Regions from separate parts of the Oryctolagus cuniculus genome. Here region 2 is linked to region 1. Evidence: chromatin contacts called from public Micro-C data. All regions are on one chromosome and are shown on one strand. Each heading gives the region's core, a stretch centred on a gene start, on an enhancer-like site or on the middle of the called end of the contact. The rest is flanking DNA. Distances are from core to core; before and after follow the strand shown. Region 1 holds the start of PDGFRA (platelet derived growth factor receptor alpha). Region 2 has its middle 110 kb from the start of CHIC2.

Region 1 (7,085 bases), core at 2,098-4,597:
AAAAATCCCTTTTCTCTCCCTTACCTTCTCCTCCGATGTCACTCCACAATGAAAATCCTACACATGGGGTAAAAAGTGAGTCCACGGCCTGCGCTCTGCGCCCGCTGTCGCCGCCTCTGTTTCTGCGCCGCTCGCTCCCAGCGTAATGAGCTCAGAAACCGCGTTTTGTAATTGATTCAATGTTATAGTCCATCCTTCTAAAACTAATCATTTGCTCTAAGTAAATAGCTGTCAGGAAATGAAGCCCCCCCCCTTGGCCTCTTCAAAATAAAAGTTTCCCCGGAGCTCCCTGCGCTCTGAGTCTCTGCATCTCCGCGCGGCGCCCTCGCCTTTTGCTCTTACGCAATCAGGGGGTCCAGTCCCAACCCCCGATTTCGACAACAACTGGGGAGGGGAGGGGGCGGGGAAGCGGGCCAGATGGGGTGGGGGTGGCGTCAGGGGGGAGGTGTCGCCGTTCTGCCGGGAAAGAGGGTTCGTGAGCCTGCAGAGAGCCCCAGCATCACCAGAGCCACTTTGCCTCGCAACCCGGGGTCTGTTTTCTGGCGCTGCAAATAGTTTTGTATTCTCTTTGAAAAGAACAACAGGAACACATAAAACTCCGAGTCCGCGCCCAGAGAGAATATAAATCTGGAGTGAGAGATGTCCCTTTCGTACTAGGCTCCTGGCCCAGCTCGAAACGGGACCCTCGGGAGCGGTCTCCGAGTGGCCGTGCCGTTTTGGGCTGGAGGTCTTTGACGGAAAGTGCGGAGGAGCTGCTAATCCCTTAATGGGATTAGGCAAACTGCCGAGTCGGATGGGAGGATGATGGGTTTTTCAAAGGCTGGGTGGAGTCTGAAGTGGGGTCCAGAGAATGGAGGGTCTGTGTCGTCCGCCGGGGACGGTCTTCCGCAGGGCGACCTTTGCGCCCTCGCAGCCACGTATCTCGTTGCGCCTTTGTTTTGGGGTTATCTGGGCGAGGCCAGGGGCCCGGGGGCTTCGGCCCGGACGTCGGGGCGGTGGTCTAGGCAAGCCCGCGCGCCGCGTGCGTCCGACTCTGCCCGTGCCCCCGGAGTGGCCAGCGGGGCTCCTAAGCCAGCGCCGCCCGACGCGAGGCCCGGGACGGCGCCGGGAAGGGACGATCCTGCGCGCGAGGGAAAGGGGGCGCTGGCGCTCCAGCAACCGGAGCCGGGCGGAGCGGGGCTGCGGAGCCGCGGTGGGGGAGGGGAGCGCGTTCCCTCCCCGGCTCGCCCTCCTCCCCAGCTCTCTCGCCGCGGGCGGGCGGGGGGCGCCAGCCTTTATCCTCCCTGGCGCGCGCGCGCGCGCGCGCGCACTCAAAACGGCTCGGGCGGGCGAGCAGCTCCCCGCACGTCGAGCAGCCCACACCTCAGTGCCCGGGAGGGGCTCGTCGGCAGCGGACAGGCGGGGTTCGCCGAGCGGGGCTTCCAGGGGCGCAGGGTGGCAGGCCGGGGCCTCCGCGCGCCCGCCTCTCGCGCGTCCTCAGCCCGGGTGACTGCACGGCTCGCTCGCTATTACTTCCACATGTTCCTTCAGGAAGCCGTGGCAGGCAGATATATGAACAGCCCGTTGTTCGGAATGCGCACAGGATACCGTAATGCTTGTAGAAAACGAACGGCCGCTAGCTACCCGCCCACCCCCCAGAAAAAGCAACCGGGGGCCTCAGACCCCGGCCTCGCTGGGACGCCCCTCAGGGGCTCGGCGGCAGACGGCGACCTCGCGGGTCGCTCCGGAGCCGCTCGCGGGGACCCCCGAGGGGCGTCCCGGGGCCGCAGCTCCTCGGGAGCCGACAGCGGCGAGAGGGATGCGCCGACGAGCCTTGGCTACCCTCTGGTAGCGATTACCTGCCTAATTTGAACGCTGCCTTTGTTGCGATCATTAACAAACGGCTGCTAAAGGTTTCCATGTGTGACATTCTCCCAGGTTGAAAGGCCCGGGGCGCTGACGGCGCGGCTAGCACCCCGGTGGGGGGCGGCGCAGGGTGGCAAATGGTCGGGGGGCGGCGGAGCCAGATTTCGCCCGCTGCGGACGGACGGAGCAGAGGCCGAAGGGGCTGGCCATCTGCCGCCCCCTGGAAAGCAAAATAAACCCGGTGGCCGGGCGCCGCGGCGGGCGGGAGGTCCCCGCAGCCAGGCGGCGGGGGTGGGGGGTGGAGGGGCGAGGCCAGCGCGCCCCGCCCACGCTCGCAGCCCGGTCCGCACCGCGCCATCCGCCCTGCCCCGGCTCCGGCGCGGCCGGGGTCGCCCTACGCTCCTTCCACGTGGCTCCCTCGACGCCCAGGGCCCTGGGTGGTCTCCGGGCTGCAGCCGGCGGGAAGTGTGGCCTGGCCGGGGCGGGCTGCGGGGTCTTGTCTCCCTGACCAGGGCTGTGGCCGAGGCGAGCCACGGGGGACAGGGCGGGGGTTCACGCCTGCGCCCACCCGTGCGGGGATCGCGACTTTCGACCTCCTGGGCGCTTTTCTGGAGCGTCCATGGAAGAGTTAAGAATGAGGCTGCCCGCGCCAAAGCAGAGCAGGGGCCTGCGTGGGGCCGCGGGCGTTGGCCTTGGCCTGGCGTGTCCGGGCGGGCTGGACGCAAGGTTAACGCGAGGCCCCGTGGAGGAGCCCGGCCTGCAGTGCGGGCCCCGCCAACCTCTTGCAGCGGACCGCCTTGGGCCTTGTAAACAAAAAAACAACTCCGGCCCGGCCCGGCCCCGCCCTGCGCTGCCCGCGGGTCTCTAGCCCTCGGCGCCCAGGACCGCGGGGAGCGCCCGCGGGCCGGGCCTGGGCCTCGGGGGCGTGGCCCGCGGAGGGGGCCTGGGCATCTGCTCCCCACCCCCACCCCGATCCCGTCTTTTCTCCTGGAATTCGCGATGTCCCGTTGCTCTCTGAGACTTCTGAAGCCAGGCCGTTAGTGGGGAAAACCGCATTGAAGCAAACCTGTGAAGTTGTCTTTCCCCACCCCCAGGGACGCCGGCGCGGGGGGATGGGGGGCGGGGCGGGATGGGGGAGGTCTCGGCTCCGGATTTGAAAAGCAAGGGCCGTTTGGTGGTTCGCGGGAGAGCGCGGCGCTGACCGCCCCACTCCCACCCCTGGCCCTCCCGGCTGCAGCTTCCGGAGCCCCCAGCCCCTATGCTCGGGCCCGCCCCCGCAGAGGGGTCCATGGGTTCGGGGTTCACAGGGCCCCGAGGCTTGGCCCGCAAGTGGGGCGTGGGCGACCTGGAGGGCGTTCACCCCGTCTCGGGCGCGCGCGTCGCTCACCTCCAGTTGCCGCGGTAGCCAGGCCCGAGGGTGCAGCGTCTGCCTTGGGCTCCTTGGGGGCCCTCCTTCCAGGGGCGGCTGTGTCAGGGGTCCTCACGCCGCCGCAGGCTGCCCTGGGTGCAAGGCCCCGAGCTTGCGCGGTGGTCCAGCGCGGCTGGGGCGGGCTGCGAGCCCCTCGGAGCGGGCTCTTGGGGACCCCAGCTTCCTGGATTTAGAGATGCGATGGTCCCCCTTCCTCCCAGCGCCTTCTTAGGCCTGGGGTTTGTGTTGCTTTTAATTTGAAAGCCGGCGTGCGGGAGGCGGGGGCAGGGCGATGGGGAGGTCTGCAGTTTATTAGGGGCCTCAGCCGTCCCGTTCTGCAGCACGCAGCTGTGGCTGGGGAGGGAGGAGGGCTGGCTCCGGTGAGGTCAGCCTGCCTCTGGAGAGGGGGCCTTGTGCTCTCGGAGCCCCGCGGTGGAGGGAAAGGAAGAACTGGGCGGAGGGGCGCTGCCGCGCGCAGTCAGGTGGGCCCGGGCCCACTCCACGGAGGTCCTCAGAGAACATCGCAAGCCAGCGAGGCAGGCTCCCGATCACCATCCCAGAGCACTGGGATTTCACGCCGGAAGGACTCACTGAGCGCCGGCTGCCCAGGGCTCTGCAGCGGCGAAGCCTGGGTGAGCGGTCAGTGAACGCCAAGTGGCAGTGCTGGGCTCCAGCGAGGCTGGAGGTGCGCGGTGATGTCACAGCGCACAGGAGAGCGGGCACCAATCGGAGGCCCCTGGAGGCTTCCTGCAGGGGAGGCCGCATCCTGGGGAGCCTAGGAGGGTGACGCTGGGGAGCAGCCTGTGGAGGTGAGCAAGCCCCTGAGGTCAGCGGGAGGCGAGCGAGCGAGCGGCTGGGCAGAGGGGACTTCTGGGAGGCAGGGGGCCTTGTGCTGTGATCAGAGAGAGGAGGGAGTGGGCTGGAGTGAGGGAAGCAGCAGGCACTGCGCTGGCAGGAGATGGGGTCCCTGGTGTGGACAGGGGCTGGTGCTATGTTGAGGAACAACCAAGAACAACACAATCAGGAAACAAAATACTTCTAGCTTGAAGCATTTGAAAAAGCCACTAGGGCAGGTGTTGGGGCACACTGGGTTAAGCCACCACCTACAATGCTGGCACCCATATGGGTGCTGGTTCTAGTCCCAGCTGCTCCACTTCCCATCCAGCGCCCTGCTAACGCGCCTGGGAAGGCAGCAGAAGATGGCCCAAGTATTTGGGCCCCTGCCACCTACATAGGAGACCTGGATGGAGTTCCGGGATCCTGGCTTTGGTCTGATCCAGCCCCAGCTGTTGCAACCATTTGGGGAGTGAACCAGCAGCTGTAAGATCTCTATTTCTCTCTCTCTCTCTCTCTCTCTCTCTCTCTCTCTGCCTCTTTGTAACTACCTTTCAAGTAAATAAATACAAAACAAAGAAGAAAATCCTGGAGAGAATCCGTCGGCAGAGAAGACCCTGAGAATCCGTCTCCAAATAGTCAGCTGCTGTCTGAACCCACACAATGAGAGGTGGTTGAGGTTAGAGAGCTACCTACACTGTGCACTGGAGCCAGGCACACCTGATGGACTTGTGTTTTAGGAGTCATGGTGCAAGCACAGTATTTCGGCAATAAGGTTGTCCAAGCTATGGTCATAGCCACACCTGTACTCCGTGATCGCCCGTGATACCCCCAGGATGCAGGCTCTGGGGGCCCAGCTTTCCACCCACCAGCAGGAGACCCCAGGGTACTCACTCTCAGGGACAGACAAGCAAGGCAGACCCAATGCCGATGACTGCGTGCTGTCCTATTGCCGTGGTTCTGTCTTTCCTTCTCCGTCATAGGGTCTCTCTTTTTCTTTCCCGAGATGGAAGTCTCCCCCTCACTGTCTCTCTTGCAGCGAGGTACAATTCAGGACAACTGGATGAAAGCCGAAGTTGTGACTGCCACTGCTGGGAAGGGTCCCTAAAAACTCAAGGACACAGGCTTCTCAGTTGGGTCTTTCTGCTGGGTGAAAAGCGGATGTGTGGCTGGAGCTTCAGCAGCTAGGATGGACCATGAGGCTCCCCCAAACAGGGAAATTAGGCAATGGAGCTCGCTTCATGAACCTGGTAAACCACCCCCTGTCTTCTTGAAAACATAGTAGAAATAAAATTCTGTCTTCAGTTGCTTATGTTGGAAGTCAAAAGAGATGGTGGCTAATTTCTTTATTTGAAAAAGAGAGAGTTTCCTTCTGCTGGTTCACTCCCTAGATGGCTGCAATGGCCGGGGCTGGGCCAGGCTGAAGCCAGGAGCCAGGGGCTCTATCCTGATCTTGCATGTGGGTGGCGGGGCCCAAGGACTTGGCCCCTCATCGGCTGCCTTCTCATTTGCAGGAGCAGAGAGCTGGGTGAGCAGCCATGCATTCGGGAGCTTCCTGCATTGCAAGCAGAGACTTAGCCCACTGCGCCCCAGTGCTGGCCCCGGCCCCTCTCCAGTGCCTCTCCCCCCTGGCTCCCCCTAGTCTCACAGTTCCCCTCTCCAGTGCCTCTCCCCCCTGGCTCCCCCTAGTCTCACAGTTCCGCCCCCAGAGCCTCAAGGTTCGCACTTACACCATGGCTTGATCTTCAGTGCAGACCCTTCTGTGTTTGGAGGTAATAAAACAATCTCTCCTGGAGTCAACCCACAGAGCCTAGACTGGCTTCCCCCAGGCTCCTGGCCAAGACACTCAGCTCTGGGAGGCCAGGCGATGGCTCCCTCTTTGGCTCAGGAAATGAACAAACTGGACAACGGTCCTTGCACACCTCGTGGCTGCAGGACAGCCGTGGCCCTCTGGCTGCTCAGCCTTGGCCTCCTCCCGCATCCCCGGATCTTTAATCATAGACGTTTTCCACACAGAGAGAATCTGAGTGGAGGGCGCCCTCGCAGTCCTAACCTAAGCGTGGCCCTCGGCTTTCCCCCACGGCCTGGCCTGGCTGACTCAGCTCCCAGGTCACCCCGCGCTGTGGGAAGCCATCAGTGGGTGCCCCAGCTGGTCTGGCGCTCAAATAAATCTCCCCTGTGGAGGCGCTGTTTGCAACTTTGTGCAGGGGCCAACATTGTGGCATAGTGAGTTAAACTGACACCTGCCACTCCGGCATCCCATACAGGAGCTGGTTCGAGTCCCGGTTGCTCCACTTCCGATCCAGCTCCCCACTAATGTGCCTGGGAAAGCAACGGAAGATGGCCCGAGTGCTTCGGGCTGTGCTCCCACGTGGGAGACCTGGATGGAGCTGCAGGCTCCTGGTTTCATCCCAGTCATTGTAGTCATCTGGGGAGTGAGCCAGAGGATGGAAGATCTCTCTCTCTCTCTCTCTCTCTCTCTTATAACTAAATAAATCTTTTTTAAAAAAGATGGTGTGGTGCAGTTCTGAGGGAAGAAGCAGTCTGGAGCTAGTAATTTGCAGCCTCGGAGAGAAGCGAATGCTTGGGGCAGTACAAAGACGGACGGCCCTTAAGTGTCCCGAAAGAACCGTCAGGATGTGACACGAAGCACAAAGCGATTGCACACACACGCAGCTACGCAGCGCCTGGCTCGCTCGCGGAGCCATCCCGCCCCCACCCCGCGCAATCTCCGTGCGGCTGGGACTCCGGGGTGGAGCCGTCTGGGGAGATAAGAGGCCTTCGTGCTGCCCGCCAGCTCCTGAGCTAATGTTTCCCAGGCCAACAATGACGAGGAGATTGCCTTTGATTAGGGCGCGTTTTCCGTGATCGCCCGGGACCCCCAGCCTCCTAGACTTTGCACTGCAAACTCAAGAACCAGCGGCCCTTGCGGACGCCCGCAAGGCGCTCCGCGGCCCGAGCTGCGCGTGCACTTGGCGAATGGCTCTGTTGCGCCGTG
Region 2 (6,262 bases), core at 13-2,512, 210 kb after region 1:
GGGCCGTCCTGTCTACAGCGGCAATGTGGTTAAAGAGCTGGAAGTCAGGGCACCTGAGTATCACCAACCCTGCCGCCCCCTCTAAGAAAAAAACTTGTGCGGGTGACTTTGCCCCCCGGGTCTTTGCGACCCTGCAGGTGCAACCCACTGGACTTGGTGTTCGCAGACCCAGATTCAAACATGACCTTGGTTCCCCCTTTCTGATGTGAGGAAGCCGCGAGGCCTCCGTGCCTCCCAGGGTCGTCGTGGCGATGCACCGAGCTGTGCCATGACCAGCATCGCACAGGCACCACGTGACCTGTCCGGAGCCATCCGCGTGCTGAGTGTCTGCTGTGAGCCGAGCTCCATGTTGGACGCCGGGGACATGGAACAGAGGAAGACAAAAGCCCCATTTTCCGGAAACCATGGAAACCCACACTAATCACATTTTCTGCGTCTTTCAAAAGGAACTGGAAATCACATTGGCCAATAGATTTTGTTCGGGTGAATATTGTGGTTATCACAAAATAAATTAAGCCCATGCTCACTCAAGAGACACAGAGTTGCAAAGCACAGTGGTCCTTCACACACATCCAATCCACTCAACACGGATTGCCAAGCCCCTACTGTGTGCCAGCACTGGTCTGGGTCGAGGACCTACTGTGTGCCAGCATTGTTGCAGACGCCAGGACATGGCAGTGTAGCCGCAATGCTGGGAATGAGACCACAGAGAGCAAATAAGAGAACTCCAACTGTGGTGAGTGCCACAAAGAACCAGGCGCACGGGGAAGGAGGACGGCTGAGCCGAGACTGAGGCGAGGAACAGTCTAGAACGGTTTGGGAGGAGCTGTTCACCAGTGTGATTTTTCCAGCCATTTCTCTGTCCAAACGCCCAGCTGCTTCTCAGCCAGTCCCAGAGGAAAATGACGTAGCGAACACCGTGGTTTGCCAAAGATTTATAATTTAACCTTTCTGTTTCTGGAGCCAGTCCTACCGCCGGCAAGCACGCGCTGTTAACTCTTTGGTTCCTCCTGCCCCTCTCCGAGAGGGGCCGGTGCGCAGGGCTCTGACACTGAGTTGGAGATGGCTTCTAGTCACAGGCACGCTGCAGCATGACGACCTCGGGAATGGCCCTGCGCCAGAGCCGGCACCCGCCAGGCCCCTTGCCAAGTGTTGTAATGGTCGCCTGGTCTCTGGAGAGCCAGGGTCCCGTCCAGCAGAATGTGGCCGCTTGAGAGACAGCGTGGAAGGGTGTCCTCCACTCCTCCGAGATTTATGGCCAGGACCGAGCTGAGGTCCTCCCTGGAGACCAGAGCCAGAGCGCGTGTGCGCCCAGCCAAATGGCCGCTCTGGGCACGTTTGTGATTTCACGCAAGTTCATTCTTTTTGGTACGAGTCATTTGTTTATTCAATGCACAAGGAAGTGTTATTTGGCTTTTGTGCCTTTTTGCAGGAGTTCTCAAAACTTCCTCGGTCATATAAAGTTTCTTCAGGTTATGTCCTAGATACGTGGTCCCTCCTTGCAAAGGAAGCGTTCGAAGGCGCCTGCGCAGTGCAGCACTAAAGGCAGTTCCTGGGTGTGGATGCGCGGACATGGCTTTTCAAGCAAGGGAGGAAACACCCCCCAGTAACTGGGGGAGACACGGTCCTGCCTTCAAGAGAGGAGGCTTGCTGGAGACGAAGCGGCTGCCCCTGCCCCAGCACCAGCTTGCGGCCAAGCACTATGGAAGCAATCTCCAGGCGAGCATGGCTGACAGCCCCGGCAGGGTCAGAGCCGCGTTCACACGCCCGCTTTGCCTCGATCACTGTATCTCTGTGCACATTCAGCGCGTTTATCCTTGCAGCAACAGTGAAAAATATCAGAACATGAGCTTAGAACGCCCGTGTGCCGGGCTCGGCCCCAAGCCCTTTCAAACCTTGAATTAATTTAACTCTTTAATTTATTTATTATAAAGGGAACAGATTTCATGTATTTCATATATACAGTTTTTTTTTTTAAGATTTATTTATTTATTTGAAAGTCAGAATTACATGAGAGAGGAGAGGCAGAAAGAGAGAGAGAGAGAGGTCTTCCATCCACTGGTTCACTCCCCAAATGGCCGCAACGGCCAGAGCTGCACCAATCCGAAGCCAGGAGCCAGGAGCCAGGAGCCAGGAGCTTCTTCCTGGTCTTCCACTTGGGTGCAGGGGCCCAAGGATTTGGGCCATGCTCCACTGCCTTCTCAGGCCATAGCAGAGAGCTGGATTGGAAGTGGAGCAGCCAGGACTCGAACCAGCGTCCATATGGGATGCTGGCACTGCAGGCATCGACTTTACTCACTACACTACAGTGCCAGCCCCACATATACACAGTTTTAAGAGCATAATGATACTCTCCACCCTACTCTCCCTCCTCCTTCGTCCTTATTGTTCTTTTAATTTTTACAATGACATACTTTCACTTTATAATCACAGGCTCAGCCACCCACTAAATAAAGAAGTCAACAAGTAGTGAGCAGAAAACCCACCGATCCTCAGGAGTCCAGACAAAAGCTATAATCCGTAACCAAATCTCAAAACGTCCCTTTTGAGTTCACCTCGTTCTCGCAATAAGCCTCCAGGTGTTAGGACCACAGCCGCTACGCACACAACGGGAACCTGAAAGGGTGGGCTACTAGCTACTTTGTATCCAGGCCTGGCTTGTGTTCATTTTCTCGGTCCTTCTCCTCTCTCACCTCCTTGTCCCTCCTCTCCTCCTGCCACGTCTTATTTTTCTCACCTAATAAGCACACTGTGGACATTTCTCTGGATCGACACGTGCGGATCTAACTCCTTTTGCGATTACCACTTGCTATTCTTGACGTCTGCGTTACCTCCGTAGCCCTCCATGCAGGCATTTTTGGGTCTAGGGGATGGATTTCTAGACATGGAAATGCTGAGCAAAAGCGGATGTGTTCTGACTTTAAAAGCTGCTGCCAGGTTCATTTTCAAGCCGGTGCTACATTTCCTGCTTCCGCCAGCAGTATTTGAGAGTGTGTTTTCCTACACCTTTGCCAGCAACGGGTGGGACCCTTGCTACACTGTTTTGATGCTCTGAAGGGTGAAATACATAGAGACGGCAATTTAAACGTCATTCCAGCTCTCAGACATTATGGATTGATAATCTTCTGTTTGCTTTATCACAGAGGCCGTGCTGCGATGGAGTCCCCCACTTAGCAGAACGAGGCTGAGGGACAGCGAGATCTGGGGGCATTTGCCTCCTGTGGACCGAATCCTGCCTCCCGGGCTCGCTGCCTCCTGGGCCGTGGCTCTGCCCTCTCTCCTACGCGGCAGGCACTCGCCGTGCACCTGGGACAGCTGCCCAAGTCCGCTGCCGCCCTGGCTTCTTCCCCGAGTCGGGTGAATCGTGGGGTCTCTCACGCTCCTTTCAGCTGGGATTCTGTCCTCCTGAGGACGTCAGCAGTGCAAGGCGACAGCTTGGTTTTTCATGGACAGAGAGGTGAGTGGAGACTCCCAGGAGAAAATCCAGCTAGGAGGAAACGGGGTTTGAAGTGTGACAGTGCGTTGCCAATGCCCCTGCCTGAGTCAACCTTTAAAATCCCCACCGTGGCTGGCGCCGCGGCTCACTAGGCTAATCCTCCGCAGCTCACTAGGCTAATCCTCCGCCTTGCGGCGCCGGCACACCGGGTTCTAGTCCCGGTCGGGGTACCGGATTCTGTCCCGGTTGCTCCTCTTCCAGGCCAGCTCTCTGCTGTGGCCGGGGAGTGCAGTGGAGGATGGCCCAAGTCCTTGGGCCCTGCACCTGATGGGGGACCAGGAGAAGCACCTGGCTCCTGGCTTCAGATCAGCGCAGTATGACGGCCGCAGTGGCCATTGGGGGTGAACCAACGGAAGGAAGACCTTTCTCTCTGTCTCTCTCTCTCACTCTCCACTCTGCCTGTCAAACAAACAAACAAACAAAAAACCACCGTGCGGGCCCTCCGTGGTGCCAGGTCAGGTTTTGGGGAGACAGGAGGTCACTAGGGACTCACACATCATTTTTTATGTTATTTTTCGTCTGTGCACCTCCGCTTTCTCACTTGTGAATGGAGATGATAGTATGGTTTTGCATGATTGCTGTGATGATTAAATAGTTACTTTTTGTGACGTATTTAGAATAAAAAAAACAAATACGGGCTCTATATGCAACAGGTAATATTCTTGCCATACTGATTTCAATTCTTCCCCCGTAACAAAAGAAAATCATGTTTAAAATGTAGTACATTTGGACAGAGATCAACTTAAATATAAATAAACTCTATAGGGCATTAAAGATTGCAAAAATTCCTGACGGTATAGTTGGGTGGTGAACATGCGGGTGCTGGGGAAGTGGCCTGAAATTTGTTCCTTAAGGCTGCTGAAGCTGGCCGAGTTTTGTTGAAGACCATTGACATTCAAAGGGGGCACCCACTCCGTTTGTCCCTCAGCAAGGAACAAATGTCCCCCATCCCCCACCGTCCTGCTCCCCTGGTCTGGGACGGCCGGGACTCATGGCGTTGCTGGCGCTGGGGACGCGTTGGAAGGTCGCATGCTGGCTGGGACCGTGCAGCTCGCTGGGCCGCTCCGTCTAACACCAGAGTTGGGCCTGCTCATCGTAGACCATTCTGAGAGCTGAGCCTGTGGCCGTGGACAGCGCGGTCTCCATGTTTTATTTGGAAGGCGTGGATTCCCGCGCCACGTCCCGCTGGCGCCAACCTCCTTCCCCAGGGCTGGGAAGCTGGCGGCGTGGCTGCAGCCGTCTCTCCGCCCTGGCTGACTCCTTCCGTATCTGTCACTCTCAGGCCACTCCCTCTGCCGAGATGACCTTGAAATAGTGGCCGTGGCGCGCCCTGGCCGAGGAGAGAGGATTCAAATCTCCTTGGGCTGCAAAAGCGCACTTGTGTGGGAGCCCAAGGCCAAAACACAACACCTCCCGTTGGGTAGGTGTCCTGATGCACTTCCTGGCACCCCAAATCAGCACCCACTGTGACTCCCGCCCAGCGTGTTCGGGTTGGTTCTGCCTGATCACTTCATGTTTAATTTTCAATTCTATTGTAGAAAGCTGGAAGTGTGTGCGTGCGTGCGTGTGTGCGTGTGTGAGAGAGAGAGAGGGAGGAACAGAGGTGTGTGTGTGTGTGTGTGTGTGTGTGTTGGGGGGAAACAGAGATGAAAACAAATCTCTCCCCAAAGGCAACACCCGCCGTGTTCCAGCATCTCCTGCTGTCCCTCGCAGCCCTGTTTCCTGGCGTAGAATCCAGAGCTGAGAGCACACTGTTCGCACGGTGTCTTTACTGCTGGACGTTGGACAGCAAGCACTCCTCCAAGATCCGGGTCGAGTGTTATGGATGCGAGGGCTCTACGGGCTGCAGAGCAGAGTGTGGATTTGTTAAAACTGCAAGGGGCAGGGCAGGTCCGACAAGAAGCGCATTCAAGTCAGGGCAGCCCCAGCACTGGCTCGGAGACCGCCTATGCCAGCACGTGGCGACACTTCCCTCCGTGCTGACGTCACTACGTGGGCAGACACTCCACGGACACTGGCAGAGTGAAATGCATTTAAACACAACTTGCTCACACGTTCGGATGAAAACCTAAAATTCTACAACGTTTGCCTGGAATTTCACCTTATGCCTGACTTATTTATTTAAATTCATTTTTGAAGAGATTTATTTATTTGAGAGGCAGAGTTATAGACAGAGAGGGGGAGAGGCAGAGAGAGAGAGAGAGATATCAGTCTTCATCCACTGGTTCACTCCCCAGTGGCTGCAGTGGCCGGAGGTGGGGCAGACCCCGCTCAGGCCCTCTAGCCTCCCGTCCTGGAGAAGGGTTGTGTCCCTGAGTTCAACCTTGGACAGAGGGCCGAGTCCTACTGGTCTGTCCTGGCAGGATCCACCTTCATGGGGCACCTTCCCCGCTCTGAGTGGGTCCATGGCACCCTTGGACCAAAGGAACAGGTGATGATGGTGACCCTACCTGCTGCCCGCAGGACCACGGCCACTGCAACCTTTCCAATGCCACCACCCAGCCACAGCTCTGCTGGGACCCCCAGCCCCACCCCTGGGAAGACAGTGCCTACAGCAAGAACGGCCCTGGCCCTAGTGCCCATTCCAGCCTTGTTCCTGGCAGCAGCCACTGCCCCCAACCAGGGAGTTACGTGCAGGGCCACCCGGCCCCACCGCCTCCACGTCCACCAACACCCGCCTGCTGTGGCGGCTACAACCCAGCAGCACCGCTGCACACACCCACCCCAGCCAGTACACGCAGCGTCAGCCGCAGGCCCGGCAGAGAA

Evidence for each region. A called contact is a pair of places that touch in the nucleus more often than the background predicts.
Region 2: a contact with region 1 is called in a Micro-C map of ear pinna, with 6 times the contacts expected there. The contact joins the enhancer-like site here to the promoter of PDGFRA in region 1. A contact is called at or near these places in 3 of 6 Hi-C or Micro-C datasets (ear pinna, psoas muscle and an unstated tissue).

The regions. Positions count from the first base shown.
Region 1 is chr8:109,931,807-109,938,891 of mOryCun1.1, forward strand. It overlaps PDGFRA (platelet derived growth factor receptor alpha), which reads right to left and starts at 3,348. Exons shown (of 23, transcript XM_070048112.1): 1 at 3,233-3,348.
Region 2 is chr8:110,145,344-110,151,605 of mOryCun1.1, forward strand. No RefSeq gene overlaps it. Among named protein-coding and RNA genes, the nearest start is that of CHIC2, 110 kb to the left of the region's middle. Within about 2 kb of position 1,263, at least 2 of the 8 cell types and tissues checked have an H3K27ac peak or open chromatin away from gene starts, as enhancers often do. A contact at or near this core is called in ear pinna, where this site is marked.